Regions from separate parts of the Mus musculus genome. Here all the other regions are linked to region 1. A link is a contact called in public Hi-C and promoter capture Hi-C data. All regions are on one chromosome and are shown on one strand. The core of a region is the stretch at or near the end of the contact, and the rest is flanking DNA. Distances in the headings are between cores, read along the strand shown.

Region 1 (5,769 bases), core at 951-3,450:
GTTTTGACTTGTAAACACATCATTGCAATCTCTGCTTCCATCTTTGCATGGTCATGCCCCCTACTTCTGTCTCTCCTCTGTATATGAAGTTCCATGTTCTTACGGGAACCAGAGACTGAATGAGGGCCTCCCCATTGCTCAGTAATGTCTACAGAGATCCTGCTTCCAAGCAAGGTCACGGTCACAGTCACAGTAAAATATTAGGAATGTTACTGTCTAGCCCAGTATGAAGACAAACTACCACACCAGGTATAGTGACTTGTATACTCGGGAGAATGAGGCAGGAGGGTCAGAAGCTCAGGGCCAGCCTGCACTATAAATGAGACCCTAGCTCAAAAAATAAAAAATAAAAAATGCACTATCAAGAGACAGTATTTAATGGAAAGGGTCAATGAATTCTACAACTCCATACAGCAACTCCATTATTTTTAAATCTCAGTTGACTCTTAACAATAAATTACAGCTCATACTTAAGAAGAACTGAGGCCGGGCAGTGGTGGTACCCGCCTTTAATCCCAGCACTTGGGAAGTGGGGGCAGGCTGATTTCTAAGTTCCAGGCTAGCCTGGTCTACAGAGTGAGTTCCAGGACAGGGTTTCTCTGTCTTGGAAAAGGAGGAGGAGGAGGAGGAGGAGGAGGAGGAGGAGGAGGAGGAGGAGGAAGAGGAGGAGGAGGAGGAGGAAGAGGAGGAGGAGAAGGAGAAGGAGAAGGAGAAGGAGAAGGAGAAGGAGAAGGAGAAGGAGAAGGAGGAGAAGAAGAAGAAGAAGAAGAAGGAGGAGGAGGAGGAGGAGGAGGAGGAGGAGGAGGAGGAGGAGGAAGAAGAAGAACTGAGTCTCGAGATGTGAAGGCAACAACAGAAGTCACACTGCCACATGCTTCTGTTTATCTGGCACTAGGCTCAACGTGTTTATCCCTGTCACAGTAGGACCTTCTACTCATCATAAACTATAATAATAGCTTTTATAAAAGTTCTTAACTATTCAAGCAAGCCCAGTCCAGGTCCTGTAAAAAATACAGTGTCTGGGTACCTCTGAGGACTTCCTCCATCTCCCAAGTCACTGTGGCCCAGCAGTCAGTAACCCGTGCCAAGCCCCAGCCACTTTGAAAAGCACATTTTGTGGTTGAATACAGTGGATATCCGAGTTTACAAATTTAACATTCACACAATGGTGTCTCTTAGGAAGCACAGGAAGACAGACCATTTTCCGAGCTCACGAATGGTTCTACTTAAGTTACCTCAATGTCAAAACCTTCAGGACTGGAGAGGTGGCTAATGTTAGAATCTTAAATTTCATATCTGAGACTTTGGCTAGAAAACAGAATAAACTATGTTTGAAATCTTGTGATGGAGTTTTCTGAAATACATTTCCGGGTACTGTCTCTTCACTCCCTAAGACCTAGAGAGGCATCAGGCCACATAACCAATCACAGAAGGACTTTGGAGCTCGATAGCTTCCAGACTGCACCCAGGTGTTTTTATTATTATTCTGTGTTTCCTGTTGCTGTCAAAAGACCGGTGTCCAGAGGCCAGAAGGTGGGACCACAGAAATTCACAAGGCGCTTCCACGCTCAAAGGAAAAGCATCAGCCCACATGTGACAGACGAAAACCCAAGTGCTCAAACCACTATGCACCCCGAAGAGACCGACCTCCCCTGCAGGCACTGCCTCTCCCTGGCCAGTTTCCTGACTCAACCAAACTCTCCAGGGCATGACCTGGGTCAGTTTCTTCCAGCTTCCCCAGGGAGTCATGGAGTTTCGCAGGAGAGAACCTGCCTGCCAGGCTCTGGAAGCACTTGGGGCAGCTCCTCGTCCTCCTTGCTCATTGGTACGGCCACTGTCACCTTTCATTTCCCACACGCCCACTGCCGACCCCGACTCCCCTAGCCCCTCACATAGCCCAACAGTCTCCTAGGAGCCAGGTTCTCCTCCCCAGACTCCTACGCCACCCGCACTGCAACGGGACAGCACGGCCACCTGACCTCTGACCCCTGACCCCGACCGGGTCCTCCCCGTCACACCCACCTGCCCGGGACCTTGCTGTTGCTGCGCTTCCAGAACTGCTTCCTGGCCCCGTCGCTGGCCATGGCCGCTCCTCATCCCTCAGATCCGCAACCCTGACACCCGAGAGCGGTCGGCCACACCTCCAGCGGCCCTCTCCTGTGCCCCGGCGGCCCCCTCAGAGACACCAGGACTCCGAAGCGTAGAGCCGAGAGGCGCTTCCGCCTCCGTCCGGAAGTTGTGACTCGGCGATTCCGGAAGTCCCGCCTTCGTTTCGGGCAGTGCTTGACGCCATGAGAAGGCGACGCTGGGATATGTGCGTGGCTGTAGCGCAGGGAGGAAAGCGGAGTCTGCGAGCTGCGTATGTTCTGGCGGCGCTGAGAGCGCTCGGGTCGAGCGGCACGGACTGAGGTCTCTGGATCCCGGCCTCTGATCCCCGGCCATGAACTCCGGAGCCGCGTGCGTCTGGGGTCCGAGTCGGTCTTATTTGCTCGCAGCCAACCAGCAAGTACCGAGAACCAGAAGGAGCACAGGCAGATCGGGACCCTGCTGCGGGCGGACAGGCGAGCGGGAGGATGGAGAGCTTCTCCCGCTGTAGTGTGGTCCAAGCCTCATCGCCAGGGCATTGACCCCGGATCAGTAAACACTGCACAGTGAGGTGAAGGAAGCGACTTCCACCGGAGCACATCTGAAGCGATGGCGGGGATCTGCCTGGGCTTCAGCTGAAAAACGAATAGGCACGGAGACACGAAGACTTCATCTTGCCGGCGCTTGCGTGCTTCCAAGACCGCAGTAAAGTGTGCTTAATTGTAAGATACATTCAAGATCCAAAAATCTTAATACGGAAATGTTAATTATAAGTTTACATTAAATGATACTTTATATATATTGGGTTCTGTAGAATATATTGTTATGTTTACTTTCACTTTTTGCTGTGTAGTGTAGCTACTTGAAATTACTTACGTGATTGGTGTAAAATTTCTATGATCTTAGACTCAAGGGTGAGAGGCTGGCATCTCAGGCCGGAGCTTTAGTGAAACACTGGTAATGCCAACTTGTGGCCTTTACTACTGAGAAACATATTCACGACAGCTGTCTCGTGCACTTTTTCTGCTTTTGATATGGTCTTCCTGTTTAACCCAGGCCCTGACTATATTCTCAAGACCCAGACTTCTAGACATATTGAAAGTGGTGTTGGGTTAGCACATGGTGGATGCAAGAAATCACACTAAAGAACCTTATATAGCTTAGCCCAGTTGTATGCCAGACTTATCCTCAGTACTCAGAGCAGGGTCAATGGCCTAGAGCCCTGTATCTCAACTTTGTTCCCATTCTTTAAGAGTAAAGCCTTCTGCAGCTCCTTTTAGACTGCAGCAGCTACCTGACTCCACTTTGACTCTGCAGAAAGGGGTGGCACCTGTTCCTCTTCATTTCCTGCACAGCCGGAGCCTTAGGAACTGAAATAGTACATCCCAAATGTTTGCTGTCTGGATGACAATACCGGGCTCTCTAGGAATCCCTTTTGACACAAGCATAGAAACTTCAGGAAATACCAGGGACAATGTCAACAGGTCCTAGGTGACCCCTTCAGGCACAACTTATGGAACATAGCCTTGGCTTCTCCTTGGAATCCTACTTCTAATAATCCTTAGAATTTGAGAGACCTAGCAAAACTAAGATTAATAATCATGTCCTAGCACTGCCTCGAGAGCTCTTTGAAATAAAACTTTAGTGGTACATAGCTATGGCCCAGCTTCTCAAGAGGGAGGCAGGAGAATGGAAATTAAAAATTGGGTGCTATGGGGCTGGTGAGATGGCTCAGTGGGTAAGAGCACCCGACTGCTCTTCTGAAGGTCCGAAGTTCAAATCCCAGCAACCACATGGTGGCTCACAACCACCCGTAATGAGATCTGATGCCCTCTTCTGGTGTGTCTGAAGACAGCTACAGTGTACTTACATATAATAAATAAATAAATCTAAAAAAAAAAAAAAAAAAAAATTGGGTGCTCACTTCAGTGGTATACCTACTAAAATTGGAATAATACAGAGATTAGCATGGTCCTTACAAAAGGATGACACACAAACCGGTAATATGTTCGTGTGTGTGTGTGTGTGTGTGTGTGTGTGTGTGTGTGTGTGTGTGTGTTAGGCAGCAGCCAGTAGTCAACCCTAGATGTCTATGTAGACATGGTGGGAAATGGCCCTCACAGACAGCACAATCTGCTGACATCTTGGTTTCAGGACCCAAAAAGGGGAAACATTTCCACCTCCTTAGGCTACTACGGATGTCACAGGAAACTGACACAGTCCCAGTCTCTTCGGTGTGACCCCACATTACCAAAGCCAGCCTTCTTTCCTCTCGGCTTTCTTGCTGGGTTGCATATCAGGCACTTTTGAGAGCAGCTCCCATGTTACAGAGCTGATGAGGAGTCCTGTGACCTGCTGGAGGATGCTGCTGAGGACTGCACAGGGGAGAGGCAGGGCGCTGATGAGAGCCTGTGCAGCCTCTGTGCTGCGTGCAAGTCCTGTAGCCCTCCCCCAGGGTAGTGTTTCTGGTTTTGGTGACAGTCTGGAAGTCTCCCTGAAGGAGAGTGTGCAGAGGTGTGCCCCATTCCTTCCTGAGTTGTTCAGTGTAGGTTTGTCTCACCTACAGCCCCAGATACTTGAGAGGCGGGATGGGAGGATCAGACCAGCCAGGAACACAGCCAGGCTCTGTCTTCCTCTCCACTCGGGCGAGAAGTTAGACACAGCAGTCGGACCACAGCCTCCCGTCTTTGATTCCTGTGGCTTACCAACTTACTTACCTCTTACTCTACCTGCTCTCATCAATTGCCTAGGCTTCTAGGGACTCTCCCTTTCTCTGCCCACCCAGCACGGACGTTCTAGGGCACACCAGGATTCTACATGATGCTAGGGATGCAAACCCAGGTCCATATGCTTATGCCACAGACAGACACTTTCTATGAGCCACCTCACCACCCCAGTGTATCATGTTTTTTAAATAAAACCTGAGCATCATTGGCATAGGTGTATAATCCCAGCCATCAGAGGCTGCAGATAAAAGATCCTCAAGTTTAAGATCAGCTTGGGGTTTATAAGGAGACCTCTGAAAAGAATTAAAATATGCATAGTAAAGGCTGGGGACTTAGTGGTAACAATGCTTACCTAGCATATGTGTGTGGTGCCAGGAGGTGGGGAAGTCTTAAAATCCTCCCCTAGTGGAGTTCTAGAAGGCCATAGGGGCCAGGCCTGGTGGCATAAGCCTTTAATACCAGCACTTGGGAGGCAGAGACAGGAGGATCTCAGTAAGTTTAAAACCAACCTGGTCTACATAGACCCTGACTCAAAAAAAAAAAAAAAAAAAAAGTAGGCTCCAGAGCTCGATTCCTAATCTCAGCCATAAGACCTCACCAAGGATAGGGTCCCAGTAGCCTCAAGAGTCTCCTTCAGGCAATATCAAAGCCAGTCCTCTCCAGCTTAGTCTGGTCTATGCAAAGATTGAAAAAGCAAGGAGCCAACAGGAGTAGGAGGAAGAGTAGAGCAGAAGAAAGAAAGAAAATGTTGTGTAAGAGCACAGAGAGAATCCACTGCAGAGACAGGCTAGGTGTGACAATGGTGCCCTAAATTCAGCCGTCCGCAGCCGCTGTAGGCTTTCCTGCATACTGACTTGGGGGCAAGGAGTGAAGCCAAGATTACATCTGTCTGCATCCCAAGGTTATGTCCGGTCTGTGTCGTCTCACTCAGACACTATACTAAAGAATGAGACAGACT
Region 2 (5,769 bases), core at 995-3,494, 600 kb after region 1:
TTGGAATCTCCAATCATTCAATAAGATCAGTCTGACGCCCCAGGCTCAAAACATCTAATTCTTGTCCCCAACGACACTTCCTGCCTGCTGGTGTGTCCTAGGTTTTTCTCTAATAAGTAGCCAGAACAGCTCCGCATGTGATGGGCCTGACCTTGGACCTGTGTCCACAGGCTCCCTCAATGGGTCTCAGTGTAATCCGGACAGGGCCAGTTTCTTCTCTATTTATTTTCAGGGTGCATGGATATTCTCCAGGTAGGATTTGGGAAAAGATAGTGAGCCCGGGCAACTCTGTGGTTGGGTGGGTGGAGTTGGAGGACAGCGTTTCACTCCCTCTGGGGCAAGGTGAGAAGTGTGTGCTCATCTTAGGAGGGGTCCCCTGGCCCAGGCAGGGGAGGACCCACCGATGTGGCCCCAAAAGCACCAGTTTGTCAGTGCCTGTGTTCTCAGACGTCTTTTGGACGGGAAGCTTAATTGCTCCATTCTCCAGATGAGAAAATCAAGGCTCCAAGAGTGCTCTCTAATACTGTCACTGGGTCAACGGCTAGGGAGCTCTCCTGGTCACCTTTAGTGCATCCCCCCACCCCAAGCTGTCCTTACAGTTTCCCGATCATGTGGCTGATCAAGTCATCGAGAAGCCCAATGCTTCTGGACGGGTGCCATTTGACAGCAGGGTACATCTCAGTGTGCCTAATGCTTCTGTATTTTGCAGGAGGGGACATGGGCTGGAGAGGGTCAGGGCTTGGCAACTCTGCCCTTCATTTCTCCGGCCTCCCTCACGTCTGGCCATTTTGTTCCAGCTCTTGAAATATCTGCTCTGCCCTCCCGGAAGCTGCTGGCTTCAGGCAGGACCGTTCCTCCTATCTGCTCAGTCCAATTCAGTCTTGTCACCTCCCTGTAGCGGTCACTGGACAGAAACTGGGATGTGCTGTCCACCCTGGCTGGGCTCCTGGGTGGCCAGGAGGCTCTTGGAAAGCCCTCTTCATCCCCACTCATGGAACTCTTGCAGCTCTTTTCCGGAATGGCTTCCCGATGAGGTAATGCTTCTTGCAGACGGGAGGAGGTCCTGGAGAATGGCCGCCAGTGGCCTCCTTGCCTGGGCGACCTGCCCAAGGCACAAAATGAGCCCTTTTTGGTGGCTGAAAGGAAGACCAGGCCCTAGACTCCAGACCTTCATTCGTCACCCAGCCTTGAGCTGAGACTATCCTAGTCCTGGGCTGAGCCTGTAGCCTCAACCAAGGGGAAACTAAGGCCTGAGGGGGGAGGGGCCGGCTACACTCAGAGCCCCAGAAAGAATCCACAGCTACTCCTGTTTGACACTCTGAGGGACAAGGAAAGCCTCCTGGTTCACCCTCTTGGGTCTGAGGAGTCTCTCTGACTGTTAAGCTTCTGTTAAGGAGCTGGGTGGATGCTCGCCCAGAGGACGACTGCTGGGTTATCCACTATCCGCTCTATATCCTGGGAGAGAGAGAAGCTGCAGAGAAAGCTACAGAGAGAAGCTGCGGTATGCCAGGAAAGTACTGAAGAGGCTTGATTCCTCACTCCTGCCCTGTGCCTGCCAGGCCCGGCACTGGTGATGAGGTCCCCAGTCCCCACATAGTCCAGAAGCACCCACACCTCAGGCTTGGAAAACAATATGAAACTTCTCACTTCTGAGGCTGGTGGCCGCAGTGCCTGGCACCTGGGGTTGGCACAGGAAGACCTTCAGGACTCAATAGCAGCACAACTTCAGTGCTTGGTGGGATTGGGACACGGGCTAGAAGATGACTCTGTGAAGCACTCAGGCCTAGTGTCTGCAGGCCCAGCTGGCCCTGTCCCCGATTTGAATTTATTGTGCAATGTTATCCAAGCCCCCCATCCCCCACCCCCTTCCCTGGCTGGGTCTCAATTTCCCCATCTGCAGACAGGAGGAGGGCAGGAGAGGCCTCAACTGGACTCCAGAGCGCCCCAGGTCTGGCGGCCCAGACCTGCAGCTGTGTGGGCGCAGCCTCTCTGGGCAGGAAGTTAATTTCCGCGTTGGAGGCGATGCCTGAAGTGGGCCCAGTGCTTGCTGCATGTTCAGATGAGGGCCGGGCTGGTGAAGTCATGTGGGAGGTAGCAGCAGAGGCAGGATCCAAGCCAAGATTTCTCTGCTGGCCTGGAGTGACCTTGTTCAGCCTCCCTTGCTCAGCAGCCCCCACCTCTCTTGCCTACACAAAGCTCTGGCTCTACAAGGGAAGACAGGTCCTCTTGGAAGGTGGGCCTGCACCCTCTTCTGCCCCCTGGTGGCTATGAGGACATATGGCAGTTTGGTCAGGACTTTGAAGGCTACAGGGCCATCATCCACCCAGAACCAGACACATGATCACCATCATCCCCCCACACAGGGCCAGACACCCACAGGGTCTCAAGAATACACAGGGATATAGACACCCACAAAGGCACAGACACCCACAGTACCAAGAACTCACAGAATTGGGAACCTACAGGGTCACTGACAATCAGAGCCACAATGGCCCACAGGACCTCAGGCACCCACATGATGGGCACCCGTAGGGATGGGGTACCGTCACTGGGAGGCCTGGTTATGACACACACCCCCCCCCAGGAGGAGGTCACTGCCACCTATGTCTCTGGAGTGTGCAGTTCAGGTCGGGAGTGGTTAGGGCCTACAGGAAATGCACAAAGATGGGAACAATGTTGAGAGGAAAAAAGTGCTCACCCAACCTGGGATCAGCCCTCTGGTGCTTCTGGCTGCAGTGTTGGGGGATGGACGAGAGGCCGAGGCACATGTCCTTTTAGCTCTCAATGGTGACAGTGAAGGGAAGGGCTCAGTGTGTTGTTCTTCCCATTGTCTCCTGACCCAGCAGCAGCAGCACAGGACAGACAGGCACCCACTAGCCTTGGCCTGATCCTGCAGCAGCAGGCTTTCAGAATGATGGACAATTTCTCTGAGGCCCTCCAAGTGCTGAAGGCCGTACTACAGTAGGGCTATATAAACCAGGGCGGCCAGCCCAGTCTGGCTCCTAGGAACTTAGTGCCTCCAATATCATCATCAGGGATAGGGGTGGACTGGTCAGTCTTTAGAATGTGCCAGAACGCTGGGGAGTTGGCTCAGCCATTAAGAGCTGCTCTTCCAGAGGACCTGGGTTTGATTCTTAGCACACGTATGGCCTCTCACTACTTACTACCTGTAATCCCAGTCCCAGGAGCTCTGACACCCTCTTCTGGTCTTGTCAGGTACTGAACATGCATGGTGCAAAGATCTACATGCAAACAAAACACCCACACACAGGAAAAAAAATGAAATCTTTAAAAAAAAAAAGAATTTCCAAGGTCTGCTCAGCGGCTTCTCCAGAATGCCCCCTCCCAGCACCCCTTTTCTTCTCCCACCCCCCAAATCCTGCCTGGGTCCTGTGGCTAAACCTCTTCCCCACCCCTGACCCTCACCAGGATACCTGGCTCAGGGAATGACAGGGTCCCACCAGTGCCATCACATTAGAACACCAATGGTCAACGCCCACGGGGGCCAAGCATCCATTGCACTGGCAGACAAACTGAGGCTACAATAGAGGATCTGGCAAGGCCAAGGACTAGCTAGACACAGACCTGGGGCTGGGGTGGATCTAGAGTCCAGGGATAGTCACCAGTCCAGAGTGATACTGACACTGTGACACTGGACCCCCCCAGAGGGAGGTTTCAGCCATCAACCCAACTGGGACCTCCTCCATATCTCCCACCCTGGAGTAGAGGAGGAAGGGTCATATCATGACGCCCTGACTTATGAGACAGGGCTGATAGAAAGAGAGGACCAGGGTGAAGACCTAGAACTTTCCATGTTCAAGTCCAGAAGACTGGGAATCTGATACTAGTGTCTGAGGGCACTGGGAATAAATCTCCATTACCCCTCCCCCCACCCCATTTGATGTCCCTTCTTCTCCATCTTCTAAAAAGGAGATACTTGGAGATTGAGAATGTCATGATTTGGGTTTATAGAGGAGCCATGACCCCCAGCAGATGCTCTGGTGGAAAAAGACAGCATGGCATGACCAGGAGAAGGAATTGGCCTACCGTGACTGGTGGTCCAGTGGCCTGGTAGGTTATCCAGTATACATCAGGGCAAGGTGCGCAGTGATGGGGGCAATTGCTCAACTCCTCTCCAGGCCTCTGCCCTCTCAGCTGGGCATCAATGAACAGCCATCCTAACCTCTCTGTATTTCATCAGGACAGTCCTTACTTCCCAGAGGACAATGGATTAACACATATGGAGAAGGGGCAGGGGATAGTCTAGCAATCCTAGAAGAGATGGTACATTGGTGCTGAGGAGAGAGATTCTAGATGAACAAGATCTGACCCAAGCTCTTGGGAGTTGACTGGGATGAGGGATGGCCATGCCAGCCCTCCCAGGAAGCCTGGTATAAGAAGTGACTCATATCAGGAGCTTGGGGAACAAGGTTCCTAGACCTTCATTGTATTACCAATAAGGATAGAAGATGGAGGGGAAACTCTCTCCATTGGAGCATACCAGGGCCTTCACGTGGGCTGGATCAGGCAGATGCAGTGAATAGTCTTAGGGCTGGTGGCTGACAGAGACTTTGTGAGCTTTGGTCTATGGACCTGGAGCAGGCTCCGAGCAGCCTGTGGAGTATTTATTATCATGCCCTGGTCTCTATCCTTTAATCCAGCCCAGGGCACCCAACAGAACAGGAACTACATAGATGTCAGAGGACCTAAGATGCTAGATGCAATTCTAAAAGCCTAGAAGTTATTGTCTGAGGGTTAAAATAAGTCTTATAATTCATCAAGGGGGTGGTGGTACACACACATTTAATCCCAGCACTTGGGAGGCAGAGGCAGGTGGATCTCATTCTGGTCTACAGAGTGAGTTCCAGGACAGCCAGAGTTGTGCAGAGAAACTCTGTCTTGAAAAACAAACCAACAGAAACAAAAAAGAAAACAAAAACAACAGCAGCAACAACAACATAATTCTAGGGCTGGAAGATGGCTCAGTGGTTAAGAGCACTGGCTGTTCTTCCAGAGGACCTGGGTTCAATTCCCAGCATGCCTGGGAAAGCCAGTGCAGCTCACACCTGTCTGTAACTCCAGTCCCAAGTCGTGTGACCCTCGCACAGACACACGTGCAGGCAAAACACCGATGCACATAAACATTAAAAGACTTCATAATTCTAAGATGATAACCAGGACCCCTTAAAGGAGGGCTTTGTGGTGCTGCTTTCCGGTTTGCTCCCATGGCTCGCTCAGCCTGCTTTCGTATAAAGACCAGGACCATTTGCCTAGGGTTAGCACCGCCCATAGTAAGCTGGGCTGTCCCACATCAATCAGCAATCAAGAATTCAATCCAGCGGAGGCATTTCCTCAGTTGCGATTCCTTCTTTCCAGATACTCTAGCGTATGTCAAAGTCACACAAACTAACCAGCACAAGGTCTCACTAGGCAGCCCGAGCTGGCCTTGAACTCAAAATTCTCCTGCCTCAGTCTGCCCGGCACTGAAATTACAGGTATGGCTTCTACACTTGGTGAGGAATAGTCTTTTTTATTTTTCTGATTTTTAAATTTTATTTTATGAGCATGAGTGCTTTGCCTGCCTGCATGTATGTGCATCAAATGCATGTCTGGTGCCTGCGGATGTCAGAAGAGAATGTCCGATTTCCCTGGGATTAGAGTTATAGAAGTTGTGAGATATTGTGTGGTTCTAGGAACCAAACCTTTGCAGGAGCAACAAGTACTTTTTTTTTTTTTTTTTTAAAGATTTATTTATTTATTATATGTAAG
Region 3 (5,769 bases), core at 1,877-4,376, 580 kb after region 1:
TAATTGACATTTTATATTTATTCTTTGAAAAACTCATACAAGTATACAATGTATTTTGATCCTATCTCTTTGTCTTATTTAATCCCAAATAACAAATATGGTTTTCCACATTTAACAGATGAGAAACCTGAGGCTCAGAGAAGTTAAGAAAGAGGAGCTGCCTCAGTCAGTAAAGTCCTTGCTGTGCAACCATGAGAACCTAAGTGTGATCCCTAGAACCTATATATAGGAGCTGAGCATCATGGGCAATCCCAGCCCTGGGCAGGCAGGGACAGGAGGTTCCCTGGGGCATGCTGGCCAGCCTAGCCAAATCTCTAAGTTCTAGCTTAGTGAGAGACTCTGCCTCAAAAGAACGAAGTGGAAGGGGGATGGAGAGATGGTTCAGTAGTTTACAGCACTTGTTGCTCTTGCAGAGGACCCAGGTTTGGTTTTTAGCACCCATATGATGGCTCACAAACGTCTGTGACTTCAGTTCTAGAGAATCTGATGGCCATTTCTGACCTCTGTGTGCACCAATATGCATGCAGGCAGGCATACATAAATACAGGCAAAATACTTGTACACGTAAACAAAAATTTAAAACTCAAAAATAAAAGGAATGATTGAGAAGGACACTGTACATAGACTCTGGCTTCCACATACACACATGCATGAATACCCACACTCATGGCCCACAGAAACATATACACACATACAAAAAGAAAGAACTAAGGGGTGAAAAAAGGTTTAGTGGTCAAAAGCACATAGTTCTTTTCCAGAGGATCGAAGTTTGCTTCTCAGCACCCAAATCAGATGGCTCACAACTGTCTCTAACTCTTGGTTTTGGGGAATCCAACACCTCTGGCCTCCTTGGACACCTGCACTCTTATGAGTATAATCACATGCACACACACACACAGACACACACAAAATTTAAAATAATATAAATCTTTAACAAGAAAGGAAGAAATAAAGAAAGGATGGAAGAAAGGAAGGAAGGGACGGAGGAAGAGAGTGAGGGAAAGAAGGAGATGAAGGGCTTGCCTGAGGCCTCAGAGTAGTCTGAACTCCCGGGAAACCTTAGTTCTTTAGAGGTTTGGAGCTGAAAGCCTCTTTTGAATCAGCGAGGCCTCTCTGCATTGTGGCTAGCATGCCCTGAGGAGTAAATACTCACCCTATACTGGCTTAGGTGGAACCCAGAATGATTTTCTGAGCACAAAAGTAGTCTAGACCCTCCTACTAAGTCCTGTTCAGCTCCAAGAGTCCTTATTCCTTGGACCACACCCAAGACACATTTATTCTTTTTTTTTCCCATAAAAAGGGGGGCACTGGTCTCTGAGTTGAGATTCCTCGACTCACTTGAAATTATTGGGCTGAAGTGTGCCTCTGTCCACAATTGGTGGGAAAAAAACAAAACAAAACAAAACAAAAACCAGAGAGGCCATTCTCTTGGAAACCATGTGTTTTCTTTTTATAGAGGTGCCCATCCAGTTCCCAAGCTTTGTCTTCTAATATGGAGAAAGAAAAAAAAAAAAAACCAAAAAACCAAAGCACTGTAAGGCTGCCTCTCTGAGGCACATTTCAGTCTAGAAAATCTGGACTATTGCAAACAAATGAGGTAGAACCTCAAGCCCAGGGCTAGGTACCCACTGCTGCCAACAGCCACCACATAAGACCTGGAAAGACACTATGGAACCAATAAGATACCTTAGGCTATCCCAAGGAGAGCAGTAGGTGCAGAAGAGAGAGGCACTCTCAGTGCACAAGGCTGGTTTCTTCAAAATTATATATGAGAACACTGGGTGGTCTCTTTCATACACATTCTGTCCCTGAGAGTGGCTTGGCAGGCTTGGTCCAACAAACCAGATGCTTGGAAATCACCTACTTTTCCATGTTCTTCAAAGGCATCATAGAGACCATCTTCTGCAACCCACTCCTGACTCCGGTACAAAGAAAGACAGCGCACAAATGATGCACAATCTACAATGTTTCATTTGGGGGTTGATCTTGTAATGGTGCAGAAGCGACAGGCATCAGCAGAAACACTACTTGGGATTTTGAGTTTGATCTCTTCCATGCTGGTGATAATGCGATATAAGCACCCTTTCTCAACGCTGGCCATCACCAGGGGAAACCACATGCTCCAGTGTGCTGAGTTGATAAGCCAGGACATTTAGTAGATTAAGCAACCCCATGATGTTTTAAGCCACAGTGGGTCCTCTGTATGAGCCATTATTAAAGGTTAAAGAACCTTTATTTGATGGTCTCGGTGAACAAGTTGGGGTGGGGACATCAGGCACCTCCAGGATGCTTAAAGTCTTCTGGCTAGGAATAAAGAATGATGAACGGGGCAGTGCTGGCGACGAGAGGTGACCACGGAAAGGAACTATGTGCTCCAGCTGAGCAGAACAGATTAAACCAGAGAATCAGAACCAGGGTGTGGAAGGACTTGTCTCTCTGTGGAGGGACAGTGCTGGCCACAGTGGCTAGGAGCCCTGCGACAGCACATCAGAAGCATGTGCGGGCCTTCCTGAAAAGTGGCTGTCAACAAATAGGCGCTCTCGTCTCTGGGCCTGCAGACCTCCAAAAGGGGCGTTCACACTGCGGGGCTAGCCTGGGCTCTGCATTTCTTGGATAGGGCTGAGCACCCGGCAGGGCCACGTCGCTCCTGGTACAGAGGGAGGCTACAGTCTAAAGTAGGAGGGGCCTCGGGTTCCCGGTGCCAGGACTCCGCCGCCAAGACGGTGCCGTGGCCTGCCCCCTCTAGGGACCTAGAAAGCTCCACGCTCACACCTTGAGGGGGTACAGAGGGAGCAGAAAAGGCAGAAGTGCGCCCACGGCGCCCACAGCCCTTAAAATAACACACAACTCTCACGCTCCACCCCGGAAGCAGACTCGCGGTAGACGTAGGGCGGGGCCTCTCGAGTCTGGGGGCGTGACTTCTAAGTAGCCTGCGCCGGAAATGAAGTCCAGGGTGCGGCATACTTGGAGGCCGCGGTTCGCAGCTGAGAGGCGGGGCCCTGTCTAGAGGCGGAGCCTTGCCCAGCTGGAGGTGGAGCCACTGGGCCACCATCTCCGACTTCCGGGGTCGCGGGCGGTGCGGGCGGAGTGAAGCACAGAGTGGGCGGGCCCTGGGTCGGCCAGCTCTGAATGCAAATTTACGGCCTAGCAGGCTGCGGCTCCGGGGCGAGGCCTGCGTGTGGGGCGGGGCCTAGGTATGTGGGCGGGACCTGGCGCCGGGCACGCCCAACCTTAGTGCGGGCAGGCGGGAGGCGGAGCCTCTGCGCGCGGCCTAAATGAGTTTGCGCAGACTCAGGGCGGGCTCTCAGCCTGTCACTGTGAACCTTAGGGCTGCATTTCACTTGAATCAGATTTTCGTTTTAGTCAGACTTTTCTGTTCTGAAAGCTTTCCTGCCCTTGGAGTTTGTAAATCTTGGCAAGGAGGAAGAAAACGGGTAACCCTCAAGCTCCTCGTGAGATTTTTCCTTTTTTGAGGCTGTGTACGTGATGTAAAGAGTCTTGCAAAATTGCAGTAACACTTGAGAATACCTTAAAAATACCCAGTTCTTGATCTAAGGGTGTACCTCAGTTGGTAGAGTCCTTTCCTAGCAGACAGGAGACCTTGGCTTCCATTCTAGTATCAAACAAACAAACAAACAAAAACTTTATAATTTTCCAACTCAAAAATCATACGTTACTGGAGAAAATTTAGAAAGTTGACAAGAATTTTTAAAAACCTGATCAATATGCCAGGTAGTGGCACACTCCTTTAATCCCAGCACTTGGGAGGTAGAGGCAGGTGAATCTCTGCTCTTGAGACCAGCCTGGACTACAGAGCAAGTTCCAGGACAGTCAGGGCTATATCTCAAAAACACCAACAACAACAACACAAAAAACAACAACAAAAACAAATAAACACTCTGATTATTTAAGATCACTAGTGTTAACATTTTGACGTTTCTATTTTTATAATTCTATGTATATTTGAAACAGAAATAGGGACAATACTATACAGTACTACCTTGCCCTTTGTCTTTTTGTGGCTGGTGTTGCTGTGAGGGTCTGACCATAGCCCTATTTGTGGCCCCACACAGCCCTAGATGGGAAACCCCTTTGTTATTTAACTCTCATAGGCCGTCTTGTTTCCATCTCTTTTGAGTTTTCCTTTCTTTCTTTCTTTCTCTCTTTTGTTTTTGTTATTGTTTTTTGTTTGTTTTTGTTGTTTGTTTTTTCGAGACAGGGTTTCTCTATATAGCCCTGACTGTCCTGGAACTCACTTTGTAGACCAGGCTGGCCTCGAACTCAGAAATCTGCCTGCCTCTGCCTCCGGAGTGCTGGGATTAAAGGCTTGAGCCACCAAGCTCGGCCCTCTTTTGAGTTTTCTACATTTAAAAGGTAACAATGTTTCAACAAGTGATAAATCACTTGTAGCCAAAAAATAGATACCTAGTGTCCAGATTACATAAAGAACTAAAACTCAACAATGAAATCCCTAATTTAATTATAGGCAAAGGACTTAAATGTTTTTAAAGACTAAGTAGCTAAGACCCATACAGCCAACAAGATACTCATTGTGGCCAATCAACAGAGGGGAAAAAAAAAAAACCAAATTCACAAAACACTTCACACTAAGGTTGCAAGTACAGAAAAAAAAAAAAAGCACAAAAATGGAAAAATGGAAAAAGTGTTGGCAAGTATGTGGAGAATCTGGAACCTTTTCACATTGCTGGTAGGAATGCAAAATGACGTAGTTGCTACAGAAACCTTTATGGAAAAGCCAGAGCTACCACAAGGCCCAGCAATTTCTCTTGTCAGTATGTAACCAAGGACTTGAAAGCAGGAATGCTGTCAGTCTGCTGTGCACTCCTGCTCCAAGGAGAGGAAAGGTAGAAATTCTAGAAACAGCTCCCAAAGGGTCATGGATGGGTCAGTGGGTGAAGCTGATAGCATAAACACAAACAAAGGGGCATCAGCAGGCTTAGAAAGGAATCAAGTTCTCCAATCAGCTACAACAGAATTGAACCCTGAAAACAGGGCTAGGTGAAGAAAGCTAGACACAAAGTATCCAATCATGAGGCCCATTCAACAGATCCTCAGGCGAGCCCATAGACAGGAGAATGGCGTTTCTAGGCTCTGAGGCCAGAGGAAGTGTAAAGTTCTTAGTGACCAGATGAGTTTCAGTTTAGGATGAGAAGGTGTGGAAATGGATGCTGATGGCTGCATAGCAAGGAGTGGATGCCTAATGCTGTGGAAACAGTACATTAAAAAAAAAAAAAAAAAGCTTATTAATATTCATGAGGAAGTCTGAGGACGATTTTTAGGAGTGTCTCCTTCCACCTCCTTGAGGGAGGGCAGCTCATTTCTGCTGCGCAGTACAGGCAAGCTGACCCTTGTGCTTGCAGCTGATTCTCCCGTTTCTGACTCCCATCTCGCCGAAGTGCTGAAATTAGATACATGCCTGACGTAAATCAGACTTTTTATGTGGGTTCCAGGGATCAAATTCAAGCTGGCGAACGTGTGGGGCAAGCACCTTTACCTCCTGAGCCCTTTAGCCAGCCTCCTCAATAATACCCTTACAACTATGTTAACACCCCCTAAAGGCATTTTTGGGGTGGGAAGACTTTTTGGAGTGTGTGTATGTGTTTATGTATACATGGAGGACAGAGTCAGACTTCGAGTGATTTCTTCAATTATTCTCTGCCTTATTATTTTTTCCCACCTTATTTTTTGAGACAGAGTCTCTCATTGAACTGGAGCTCAACTTTTGGATCAGACTGGCTGACCAGCAAG
Region 4 (5,769 bases), core at 1,228-3,727, 560 kb after region 1:
GTAACTGCCAACTAGCTGAAGCTGGGGTTAACTGCGAGAGCGCTTTAGGGAGTCTCCAGACAGGGCGGGGTCATAATTAATTTATTTTATCTTATCCATCTATCTACACACAGGATTAAAATATTCACCTCAGTCCGCTCCCTTTGAAACATACACCCACTCCAGGGTGACTTCTACAGCCTTCACAGCTCTGACTGCCTTCCTCCCCCATCCTTGGAGGACACCTTCTTTCCAATTCGGGTGGGATCTTACAAGTTGGGAGCCTGGCACGCTAGGTTCTCTAACATGAAAATCCGGGCAGTGAGGTCACAGTGACAGAGACCCGGCCAATAGTTTTCCCCCAGAGAGGCCAACGAAACCTTACAGGTCTGAACCCAGCTTCTAGAAGGAGTGTGACTTGGCCAAGGTAACTTGATGGCAACCCAAGCTTGGCAAGAGTGCACTACCAAAGGCTGCCAGGTAGGCATTGGGTAGTAGAGGGTTAACTTGGGGAGCTGGGTGGGGTGCAGACAAAGGCACACAGGCAGGGGATCAGGAGCTATAAGGGCCCAGCCTGACAGGCACAGACACAGGGGGCTCTGTCTGCCTGTCTGCTGCCCTGGCACAGTGACTAACCGCCCCACCATTGTGAGCCTGAAGCCAGCCCTTTGTGTGGTCCCCTGGCGTCTGGGAGCACAGTGGAAGAGCCCTTTCCAGCAGTTCGTCTTTGCCCTGGAAACCTGCAGCCCGAGTCCCCTTTTATCCGTTTTCAGGGTTGCTGGGGGCCTGACAATCCAATAGAGGAGTCCCCTGCCCTAGCCAGGAAGGGACACCCAGCGGGGGGGGGGGGGGGAAGGAGGGGCAAAAGAAAGCTTCCAGCTTTGAGAAACCAGCTCAACTTGCTTTGCCCCACTATAGCAAGCTGCCCACCTTCTGGGCCCCCCCCCCCCCCGACCCCTTGAGAAAGATCAAAGTCTGGACGCTTGCATAAAATATGTTTAGAGTATTGAGGACTTGGTAGGGGGAAAAGATGTCTCTCATTAGTAATTCCGTGTGGCATGTTGAGATTACTATTTGGGATCTATGTTAGAGCAAATGGATTCTATTAGCTAAGTGGCTTCTCTTGCTTCTGCCGTTCCTTTTTAAAACCATGGCTGTGAGGAACCGTACAGTTACTGTTAGGCCTGTGACTGGGGCTCACACTGTTTCTACTGGATAGGGCTGGGCCAGGAGAGGGCCCCGGGATCCAGGAAGAAGACTTGACAACTGTTTTCTCTTAGGGAGACAGACTAGGACTCCCCCCCACCCCCCTGCCCAGAATGACTCCTCTCTTAGGATTCAGGGGAACCAGGCACTCATGGCCACACTGCCTCTTGCCTCAATGTGGCATTTTCCTGTATTGAGGATTGCAACTTATACCTTCAAATATTGGGGAACATGGGTGCACAGGAGCATGTACATATGCACACACACACACACAAACACACACACACACGGCCACCAGGCTCCTCTCCATGACCTGTCCTGCCAACCACCGGAGAAGCCAGATTCATAGAGGCTCCAGATGGTCCCCCAAAGTACCCCCTAGAACTAGACATCAGACCATCAGACCCAGGAAAGACAAGACTTGCTCTCTTATCCAATCTCTGTTGCCCTCCTGGGGCCCTTCCTGCATAACTATTAAAAAATTTTTTTTCTGTTTTATGGACGCACCGGAGATGGACATAACACAGGCTGGCCTCAATATTACACGTTCATTATTTCATATCCATTTTTTTTCTTTTAATTTTAGAAGGAGTTGAAATGAAAAAAAAAAAAAAAAAACGAGGGACCCAAGCCACCCTGGGAGCTCCTGACACTTGCAGCTGTAATCCCTATAGCTTGCCAGTCAGGTATCACTTTCCTCTGACCACCGTTCCCTAGAACTTATTCCCTTTCTCCCTAGATAGACAATGGGGGAGGCCCCCACCAGCCACCAGCAAGCATTCCAGAGGATTTTTAATACACACAAATCAGCCAGGAGAAACACCCAGTATCCCAGCGAGGGCCCAAGTCAGTGGGAACTGAGACCTCCGACTTTCCATCCGATTTCCAAGAGGAGCTGGTCAACACCTTCAACCCCAAGAGCAAAGCCCAGGCCTGGTAATAACAGGGCCAATGACTGGCACCCTGCCACCACCCATGATGCACCAGGCCTGTGCAGGAACCAGACAGTATGCCCCCCAAATCCACACCCTCAGCGGGTGCTCCAGACCCTGGCTCTGGAAGGGATGCTGAAGAAGCCTTTGGCTTCCCAGTATCTCACAGAAAAGGCATGTGGGTTCCCCACAACCCCGTTCCCATAGTGCCTCTGCCTAGTTCCCAGCAAACTTTGCTTGGGGAAGGCCTGGTTGATGCAGGAGATGGTTAAAATTCTGCATCCGTTTGCATCCGCCTCTAGAGGAAGCACTGCTTTTTTTTTTTTCACCCCCAGCAGGAGAAGGGGGGGGGGAGCTGAGAGCAGCAATTTGCAGGCCTTGGGATGTTTTTCTCCTTGACAGCCCTGGGCCCCGCCTGCCTAGCTTGGCCTTCTTGGGCTGGGCTAAGGCGGCTGGCCCTGCAGCGGAGGCTCCACTCCGTGGCTGCTGCTCCTCAAGAGGCCCCATGCACACGCATTCACGCTCCCCCCACACACACAGGCTGCAACCTCCGGCTTGGGGAGGGCAAGACACGCTGCATGCTGACGGCCTGGTACTGCCATGGTTCTTCCGCCAGCCAGCGTCTCCCATGAGGCCTGTTCCCAACCAGGTTGCACTGCCTGCCCACCCCCATGGCTCACCCTACTCCCATCCGGAGTGCCCTCACCTTCTGGGCCCCTGGCCCCTGGCCTCGGGTCCTGCTCGTGCCCGGGGCGCCCAGCCACGTCCTCCGTGCCTCTGCCGCTTGCCCCACCCTGCTGCCCGCGCTCTGAGGCGAGCCTGGCACTGTGCCAGGCTGCCTGGGAGCCCAGCCCGGGCAGGGCGAACTTTCCAGCGGAGTGTGTGTAGGGGGATGCTGGAGTGAAGCTGGTGCCAAGGGAGGGAGCGAGCCCCAGGTGCCCGGCGGCCAACCCCCCTCCAGCCCTCGCCACCCCCCACCCCCACCCCCAACATCCCACTCCCTGTCTCCTGAGTCCCATAAAGGCGCAGACAACACGAGTGATTTAGTCAAAACAGTCATGTGCAGGAGCCCGCAAACAAACAAAAGCCCTTATTTATTTATTTAGTTCACACACCCAGATAAGGAGCTGCCTTTGTGCACATAATTTCACAGAAAGAAGGCGAAGCCATGATGCTCCCCGCAGCCCAAGAGCCTGGACAGCAGGCCTGGCTTCATGAATAATTGCAGAGCCTCAGCCTGGGTATTTCCATATTTAAATTGGGCAGCAGCGTATGATTAATTAAGAAGGAAAAAGGCAAAAAGGAAGAAAAGCTGTGGGGGTGGGGAGCCGGACATTCTGGTCAGAGCTACGGTGCCAAGGTGCCCACGGCGGCTTAACTCCTCCCATGCCAGGCCCAGAGGGGGCACTGCTGCAGATGGTTTAAAGGGACCCTGCTGGTGCCCACACTGGCCACCTTCCTGTGTCCAGGGCCACCTGACTCCAGATGCTGCCCAGGAAGTTTCTCTGATATTCCAATATAGCTCACACACACACACACACACACACACACAAAATCTGCTATGTCCAAGATACCCAGTGGGACACTTCAGGCTGAGACAGCCTTCTCCGTGCACATCGCTGCAATGGGGCTCCGTTCACCGACCCCCAAAACACACACAGGTCCCTTCCAAACCCAGAAGCTGCTCCAGAGTCTGGCCGTGAGAGCAGGCAGCCTGGTTGCCAATGAGACAGGAGGCCTGTGGCCCTTCTGGATGGAGTCTAGGGCTGTGGGCTAAGTGAGAGAGGGAAGACTATATACCCAAAGGTCACAGCCCTGGGGTTGGGCCCAGCCATCACTGCAAGTCAGTCCTGACCTTGCCAGCTGTTTGACTTGAGGTAAGTTATCTGGCCTTCCTTAACCTCAGTTTGCACATCTGTAAAATGTGTGCCCCCTTAGGGTTGAGACAATATAGTATAGTTTCTGGCTGACCAAGAGGCCTTCTTGAGGTCTATGGGCATTAATTTTTGAGATGAGTGACAGTGGGGTCAGGGAAACCTCCAGCAGGAAGCTTGCCCCCCCCCAAAAAAAAAACAAGTTTGGAGGACCCAAACAGCAATCAGTTTGCTATGAAGTTGACCTGACTGCTATGGCCATGGACACCCATTGCCCTTGAGTATGTACAGATTGTCCTTGGGCAAGGGCCTCCTGGAGGGGTGGGAAGCTCTGGGGTGGTCTATCTACTACGTCCGTCCAGTTGCAGATAGGCAAATCTAGATATACAATGATCAGTTGCCCCAAAATAGGGTCACTAGATTTGAACTTGTGCCCCACCCCTACACCCTTGCTTGTAATCACGAAGTGGGTACGGTGGGCTGGTGCCTGTCCAGGAGGTAGAGAGGCAACCAGACGCCCCTCAAAGATGGACCAGCCCGCCCCTAATAGAATGCTCCTCAGAGCCAGCAGCCAGAGACTGCGCATGTGCAGTGTGCCTGTAAAGAAAGGGGAAAAGGCTGACTAGGCAGGTGACAGCCTGGGCAGAAGAGCACCCCAGTGATTGTGTCTTTGGGGAAAAAAATCAATATTCCTCCCTAAGCCTGTTTCTCGGGTGTCATCATGAGAGGTCACTCTGGGTCCTTCCTAGCCTTCAGCGAGCAGACAGGTTCTGCTGGGATGCAGAGACACTGTCTTCGTGATCATGGGACAGTCGCAGCCAGATCTGCTACTCTGCCAACTCCAGGCCTGGGGCGGGGGTGGGGGGGAGGGCATCTCTGCAGGAGATGAAGCCCCTCTGAGGACAAGCTGCTGCATTCTGAGAGCCCCGTTGTCCTTGTTTGCAAGTTGAAGGGGGCCGTTCCTTCTCATCTCACAGAGCCTGGGAGATGAGGTGGGACCTGATACACATAAAACACTCCATAGTGTCCCCCCCTTCCCCCCCCCAGGTACTTTTGAAGGTACTGAGAAAGTTTTGAAGCTGATGTCTCTGAAGCCAGGGCATCAAGAATAGGGAGGGATGTATGCTTTGGGGCCAGGTTTCTGTGTCCCTGACTTCCCTGACCGTAAGTTCGCACTCAAAGCTTGAAAGAAGAGAAGGAAAAGGAGCAGGAGGGGTGGGGAGGAGGGGGAGAAGAGGGAGCAGATGAGAGTGACATCCCTTAGTGCTCCAGGACACATCAGCTTACTCCTGACCCCACCCTTGCTGGACAGGATAATGGCCCCGGGATACTCGGAGCTCAGTTTCTTGAAGCTACGTATGTGTCACCTTTCAAGACAAAGGGGACTGAAGGGACGATGAAGCTAAGGACCTAGATTAGAAGGTTGGCCCCAGAATACCCACAAGCCCTTTAGTCAAAGAGAATCAGCAGCATTGGAGGTAGGGGCAAAGGTGTTTCAGGCAGCCATCAGAGGATGGAGAAAACGAACAGCAACAACAAAAACAAAAAAACAAACAAACATGGGGCTTCATCGAGGGGTCCACTCCTTCCATCCCATAAGGTTGGGGTCATGAAGAACCTGACACTTAGTAGTCACTCCGTAAACGTTCCTCCACTCCCTCAAAGTGGGGATGCAATGGCTTTCCCCTGCAGAACAGCCAACCAACACCCTACTTTCAGCCCAGCAAGACCACTACCTGATTTCTAACCCCATTGGCTGTTCTGGCTACAACCTCAGT

What was found. Promoter capture Hi-C pulls out the DNA fragments that hold promoters and counts their contacts. Hi-C and Micro-C count contacts between places; a contact is called where the count stands out from the background. Capture Hi-C pulls out chosen DNA fragments and counts their contacts.
Region 2: a contact with region 1 is called in a Hi-C map of CD8 T cells, with 4 times the contacts expected there. The contact joins the enhancer-like site here to the promoter of Tbc1d22a in region 1. A contact is called at or near these places in 1 of 39 promoter capture datasets (pre-B cells), 2 of 484 Hi-C or Micro-C datasets (CD4 T cells and CD8 T cells) and 2 of 115 datasets of contacts at active chromatin or transcription factors (microglia and pancreatic cancer cells).
Region 3: a contact with region 1 is called in a promoter capture Hi-C map of liver, with 4 times the contacts expected there. The contact joins the promoter of D130051D11Rik here to the promoter of Tbc1d22a in region 1. A contact is called at or near these places in 4 of 39 promoter capture datasets (hippocampal neurons, liver, pre-B cells and 1 more), 1 of 484 Hi-C or Micro-C datasets (erythroblasts), 2 of 115 datasets of contacts at active chromatin or transcription factors (memory CD8 T cells and pancreatic cancer cells) and 1 of 9 other capture datasets (liver).
Region 4: a contact with region 1 is called in a promoter capture Hi-C map of pre-B cells, with 4 times the contacts expected there. The contact joins the enhancer-like site here to the promoter of Tbc1d22a in region 1. A contact is called at or near these places in 2 of 39 promoter capture datasets (hematopoietic stem and progenitor cells and pre-B cells) and 3 of 115 datasets of contacts at active chromatin or transcription factors (bone marrow-derived macrophages, memory CD8 T cells and pancreatic cancer cells).

What each region holds. Positions count from the first base shown.
Region 1 is chr15:86,210,890-86,216,658 of GRCm38.p6, reverse strand. Tbc1d22a (TBC1 domain family, member 22a) reads right to left here and starts at 2,200. Exons shown (of 13, transcript NM_145476.2): 1 at 2,023-2,200. The coding sequence starts at 2,084. Gm22818 (a small nuclear RNA gene) reads left to right here and starts at 4,002; the gene lies at 4,002-4,105.
Region 2 is chr15:85,607,221-85,612,989 of GRCm38.p6, reverse strand. No RefSeq gene overlaps it. Among named protein-coding and RNA genes, the nearest start is that of D130051D11Rik, 24 kb to the left of the region's middle. Within about 2 kb of position 2,244, at least 178 of the 459 cell types and tissues checked have an H3K27ac peak or open chromatin away from gene starts, as enhancers often do. A contact at or near this core is called in CD8 T cells, where this site is marked.
Region 3 is chr15:85,631,953-85,637,721 of GRCm38.p6, reverse strand. It overlaps D130051D11Rik (a long non-coding RNA gene), which reads right to left and starts at 3,126. Exons shown (of 2, transcript XR_003951642.1): 1 at 1,687-3,126.
Region 4 is chr15:85,650,714-85,656,482 of GRCm38.p6, reverse strand. No RefSeq gene overlaps it. Among named protein-coding and RNA genes, the nearest start is that of D130051D11Rik, 19 kb to the right of the region's middle. Within about 2 kb of position 2,477, at least 330 of the 459 cell types and tissues checked have an H3K27ac peak or open chromatin away from gene starts, as enhancers often do. A contact at or near this core is called in bone marrow-derived macrophages, hematopoietic stem and progenitor cells, memory CD8 T cells and 2 more, where this site is marked.